Linked DNA regions of Cricetulus griseus: region 1 is linked to region 2. A link is a contact called in public Hi-C data. All regions are on one chromosome and are shown on one strand. The core of a region is the stretch at or near the end of the contact, and the rest is flanking DNA. Distances in the headings are between cores, read along the strand shown.

Region 1 (2,859 bases), core at 2-2,501, 160 kb after region 2:
GCATTCTCTGAAGCAGCAGGTAGAGCCCATGACAGGTGGCCAATCAATAATGGTTGAATTGATGAAACAGAAGAAGCTGTCCAAGTCCCTGTGGAACTGCAGTTCTAACCGGGGTGGTGGTGTGGCGAGCATCACACAATGGATGGAAGCAGCTTTAGAGGTAGACAGAGAGGCCCTCCTTCACTCAGACACATCTAATTTAGAATTTGTGATGCTTTTTACAAGGCTAGAGAGGAACTGGGCCCTGCTGATGGAATGTGTGCTGAACAAACTCCTGGGGGACAGAGGTGATCACACCAGGCCCTGTCGGCCTCCGGGTGCACAGCCTGTTCCAGATGGCAGCGATCACTGTCCCTAGTACAGAAAACTTGCACAACACCAGCTTGCTTGGGAGCAGTTAGCCTGTCAATCACAGGGGAACTCTGACCTTATCTATGAAGCAGCCAGACTGTTCCCTTGACCGTGATGTCTTAATGGCCATTTAGGGTGATTGGTATGTTTAAGGAACATAAAATTTTATGTTGTTAAAGCTAAACCATTCGCAGCCTCTGTCTGTCTTTTCTTAGGGCAGCTCAGAGCCATTCATAGTTTTCAAATAAGAGTCTATGGCCAGGAGTCTGCCATGGCTAACTGTATGTGAGCCTGAGCCTGGGCTCATGGGCTCCTCCTAATGCAACAAGGGACAGCCTCATTCCTTCTGCCAGCCTCTGTTTCTTCTGCCCAGTGTTCTGGCTGGAGATCTGAGCTCCAAGGCTGGAGGCAGAAGATGTCTTATTCACCTCTCCAAGCTTCAGACTACCCGGGGAAGAGCAGACATCTAGGTAAGCTCTGGCAAGTTGGTAGGAGAGAAGAGGTCCAGGGGAAGTAGACAGAGGGAAGGGGTGCTGCTCCATGGTTACAACCCAGGATCTCAGGGGGCAGTCAAGGAGTTGTAGAAGGCACCTTGGCCATCTGGGAAATGACTTCCTTCCATCTCAGGCCAGAAAAGGAGCAGGAAATGGAGTCAAGGTGAGGTTAGAAAGCTACTGGGCTCCTGAGGGAATATTTGCCCCTTCTCTGGGGTCTCTACACTAGACCTTGTGAATTTCAGCTCACCTCTCTGTCATAGGATAGCAACATGTATTCAACACTCTGGGAGCTGTTTTCTGTGGCCACCTCCTGTTTGGCTGTCCTCTCAGTGCTTCCTGGCCTGCCCTAGAGGCTTGACTGGCATTGCCACCTCCCGCAGGAATAGCTGCTGGAGCTCTTCCCAGGGGAGCAGCATGGCCTAGTGGCTGCAGAGCGGGACTGCAGCCTGGGTATTCATGATCCCCTCAGTATCCTTCCCACCCTGAACTCAGCATATCAGGGTTAGGGTCAGAGTTAGAGTCAGGGTCAGGGTCAGGGTCAGGGTCAGGGTTAGGGTCAGAGTTAGGGTTAGGGTTAGGGTTTAGGGTTTAGGGTTAGGGTCAGGGTTAGGGTTAGGGTTTAGGGTTAGGGTTAGGGTTTAGGGTTAGGGTCAGGGTTAGGGTCAGGGTTTAGGGTTAGGGTTAGGGTTAGGGTTAGGGTTAGGGTTAGGGTTTAGGATAGGATGAGATGGGGCTGCTCCTAGCTCACCCAGCACAACGCACATTCTAGATAGGGTCTCTCCTCTAGCAGGTCACAGCTCCAGCCCAGTGCCTGGCCGAGAGAGAGAGAGAGAGAGAGAGAGAGAGAGAGAGAGAGAGAGAGAGAGAGAGAGAGACAGAGACAGAGACACAGACAGAGACACAGACAGAGACAGAGACACAGAGACAGAGACAGAGAGACAGAGACAGAGAGAGCATAAACATGAATGTACATGTGCAGGTGGAGGTCAGAGGTCAATTTCTGGTGTCACTCTTCAGAAGCCATCCACCCTGTCTTTTGAGATGGGGTCTCTTACTGGCCTGGAACTTGCTGATTCACTTAGACTGGCTGGCGAGTGAGACCTAGGGATCCTCTGGTCTCTCTCTGCCTTCCCAGTTCTGGGGTTACAAGTGCATGCCACTATGCCTAGACATTTTGGCATAGGTGCAGGGAATCACACTCAAGTTCTCCTGCTTACAGAGCAAGCACTACCAACTATTTCCCCAGCACAAGAGGAGTTTTCACCTGGACCCTTGACTGGGTGCCCTACTAGAAAGAAAGGTTTTGAGGGAGAAAGGCAAGAGAGAGAGGGTTCACTCAGGAATACTCAATAAAGGATAACCCTGGGAAGGTCTTAGGTGTGGCTTTACATCTGTCCCAGGTACATGCATGGCCATTGAGTGAGGTACTGAAACAGAGAGCAGAGACACCTGCTGGAGACAGGGCAGGCTGTGGAAGGATGAAAGGGGGTAAGGTCTCAGCCCTGGCAGAGTTGTTCCATCAGAATCCAGAGGAAGAGGTCACCATAGGGTGTGAGAAAGGATGCTGTGTGACTGTCCTACAGGTGATGATCTACAGTCCCTCGACTGATAGGAGACTCAGGACAGCTGTCTGCAGTGAGTGGTTCCTCCCCCAGAGGAGGAGTGAAAGGGCTGTACAGTGCTGGGGAGGTCAGAAGAATTGTTAGCCCTTGAAACACAACGGGACCTGGAAAGACCTCTGTTCAGAAATCTCATAGATCAAACACACATACCCCACTGCCTTCCAGTCCCTACAAGGTTTGGGTGACCATAGAAGACTCCTACAGCCAGGGTCCTATTTTTCTTTGTGCAGTCCAGGCATTAACATCATTGTTTTATTTATTGTGTGACTGGGGAATGGTAGACCAGAAGCAGCAGCAGAAGCAGCTTCTAGCAGCTGATTTTGAATTCAGGCCTTTTTAACTCTCAGAGCCCTGCTCTCTTTTCTGAGAGAGAGAGGACACAAAACTGG
Region 2 (2,889 bases), core at 207-2,706:
ACCCACTTCTCTCCACCACGGTCGGGTCGACGCTAGGCGGGAGCACATGCAGGTGCAGCCTGGAGCCACAATCACACCTCACACAGGCACACGCTCTGGGTTCTCTGTGGCCGGCTCTGAGGAGGTGGCCACACTCACAGACATGTTTATTATTCAAACATTCAAACATGCAGGCCTCCTAGTTGCAGGGGCCACCGCATTTGTCTCAGGCACTGGACAATTTCTGGGACCAGTATTACAGTTAGTTAAGGGAATGCAGGCTGCTGACTTGTAACTACATACGGTGTGTGCGTGTGTGTGTGTGTGTGTGTGTGTGTGTGTGTGTGTGTGTGTGTGGGTGGGTGGGTGGGTGGTGTGGTGGTGGTGGGTGTGGCGGCGGCGGCGGGGTGGTGGCTGCGGTGGTCCTCGGAGGTGTCGGAGAGGAGTTCAGCGTCAGTAGCCCGGGACAAACACAGCGACTGGTGACCCTCCCGCCTTGGAGGGTAAGAAACAAGTGGACCTTGACAACTGAGGTTTGGAGATTAGGAATGAGGACCCTGCTGGAGACAGTTGCAAGGGAATGACACAAACGTGGTACTTGCTGTCTGCAGGGGTTCCCGCGGAATCCGCGGGATGGGGTACCAATAGAGACTTCTGAAAACCCCCAGTCGAGGGGGGCAGTCTGACAAGGACCTTCTACAACGGGACTGCTGGAAGCTGGAGGACGGGTTCGAGAACCTAGGAGGGAGAAAAAGCGGGAGCGAAGTAGTTTAGTAGCCAAATGGGCACCAAGACAGTGCGCACCGCGCGCGCTCGTGTGTCGTGTGTGTGTGTGTGTGTGTGTGTGTGTGTGTGTGTGTGTGTGTGTGTGTGTGTGTGTGTGTGTGTGTGGTATGTGGTGTATATGTGTATGGTGTGTGTGTGCGAGCGCGAGCGCGATTGTGTGTGCACGCGCTCTGGGGCGTGTGTCTCATCTCATCTGTCTGTAGGTGCTGGACTCGGCGAGACGCGGGCGAGAAGGAAAAGAAGGCGCGAGGTGAACTGAGTTTGATCCGGAGGCGCCTACAAGTGGGTCCCCGGCGGGCCGCGGGCGGGGCGGCTGGGCGGGAGGCCGGCGGGAGCTCACACGCTCGGCAGCCGGCCGGCCTCTCACCACGCCTCCCGCTTTGTGAGCGCGCCCAGGGGGGGTGCTGGCTGTGTGCCCACGGCGCGCCTCCCGCCTCTATATAAACACACGCATCGCCTTGCCTTGGATCAAATCAGATTGAGAGACGCTTTTCAAACCACCATCCCTGAAGTCCTGCCTTCTGCTTTCCCCCTCTTTTATCCTCTTTTGCCGTTCTTTCTTTCTTTTTTTCCCCCCTCCTCTCTTTTCTTTCCCCCAACAGCAACTCCAGAGCCGAGAGACTGCGTCCCGGGACAGACTGCCTTTTCTTAATTGATAGATAGCCGGGCTCGGGTTTTCCACCTCCTCCCCCAACCCCACCCCGCCTCACCCCTCCTCCCGCCGCCGCCGCCCCAGAGCCCGCCCGGGGCTCTGTCGCCGGCTGCGTCCCTTCCCGGCTGCGGCCCGCCGACTCCGCACTCGCGCTCAGGCCAACGCGCCCGCCTCGCACGCCTCTGGGTGCCCTCTGGGTGCCGCGGCCGCTCCAGCCTCTGCACTCGCCTCATCTGGGGAGCCTTTTCCCAAGCCCCCAAAGTTTCTGGGTTCGTTGGAATTTTGGATTCCTATTTTTTTTCCTTTTTATGCACCTAGGAATTTTGAAGGGATACTTTTGATAAATTGATCGCAATTTCCGCTAGCTCTCGGTTCCCCTTATTTTTGCCCACCTCGCTTTGAGCAGGGAAGGAGCTTCCGAGAGGCTCCTGGTGGATAAAGTTTTTCAAAGTTTTTCTAGTGTGATGGTTGGGGGGGAGAGCAAGCTCACCAACTTGACTGAGCTCCACCTCACCTCCCCAGAGCAGCCCTAAGCCCGCATAAAGGGACAAACAAACAAACAAACAAACAAAGTTACACCTAGAGTCGCCTTGTATCTTCTCTCTTCTTCCAGGAAATCTTTTTCCTCCCTCTCTTCGACCACCTCTCAGCCTTTCTCTCGGCCCTATCTCCTGGTTTTCGCCGAGGGGTGCCAGGACCCCCGGCTGCAGCCTCCCCTCCCCCGTCACTCTGGTCCGGCCCTCCCCTCCCCCTTCGCGGCCCGCACAGCCAATCCCCCGAGCGGCCGCCAACATGCTCTTTGAGGGCTTGGAGCTGGTGTCGGCGCTGGCCACCCTCGCCGCGTGCCTGGTGTCCGTGACGCTGTTGTTGGCGGTGTCGCAGCAGCTGTGGCAGCTACGTTGGGCTGCTACCCGCGACAAGAGCTGCAAGCTGCCCATCCCCAAGGGCTCCATGGGATTCCCGCTCATCGGAGAGACCGGCCACTGGTTGCTACAGGTAAGCGCACTCGACCAGCTGCTCCTAGAGTCCGCTAGCCACGGGTACCCGGCCAGGGGGCGCCGGTAGCTCGGACACTCGGAGGGACGCGCCGGTTCCCGCCCCGCCCCTTCTCTGCCTCAATCGGCGCCGCCTGGGTTTCCCCAGCTCGCCTGCAGCTCGGCTCGGAGTCCTCCTGCTCCCGGTGAAGGTGGGGAGTAGGGGTGGTGTGAGCAGAGAGGGATCCCAAATGTGACGCGCCTGGGTTTTGGGCGCCCAAGGAGGGGTGCTCGAATAGGTCTGCGGAGCAAGTCTGGAGGGGCGTTGCTTAGCTTTCGCCTCTGTCTCTGAGCCCCAGTCTGTGTTAGCGCCCTGGGTATTTATCTAGACGCTGAGAGGTAAAGGAGGAGAGGGCCGGTGGCAGCTTGGAATGGTAAGACCTGGGCAGCATCCTGCAGTGTATCCGGCTCAGGTAATTGGGCTGGTATAAGATGCTA

Evidence for each region. Hi-C and Micro-C count contacts between places; a contact is called where the count stands out from the background.
Region 1: a Hi-C map of liver shows a contact between it and region 2, with 3 times the contacts expected there. The contact joins the enhancer-like site here to the promoter of LOC100756748 in region 2. A contact is called at or near these places in 3 of 8 Hi-C or Micro-C datasets (the CHK-Q cell line, the CHO-K1 cell line and liver).

The regions. Positions count from the first base shown.
Region 1 is chr8:56,851,875-56,854,733 of CriGri-PICRH-1.0, forward strand. All of the region lies in intron 1 of LOC118239270 (a long non-coding RNA gene), which reads right to left. Among named protein-coding and RNA genes, the nearest start is that of Dysf, 420 kb to the right of the region's middle. Within about 2 kb of position 1,252, at least 1 of the 6 cell types and tissues checked has open chromatin away from gene starts, as enhancers often do. A contact at or near this core is called in the CHO-K1 cell line, where this site is marked.
Region 2 is chr8:56,688,032-56,690,920 of CriGri-PICRH-1.0, forward strand. LOC100756748 (cytochrome P450 26B1) reads left to right here and starts at 1,457. Exons shown (of 6, transcript XM_027428537.2): 1 at 1,457-2,413. The coding sequence starts at 2,210.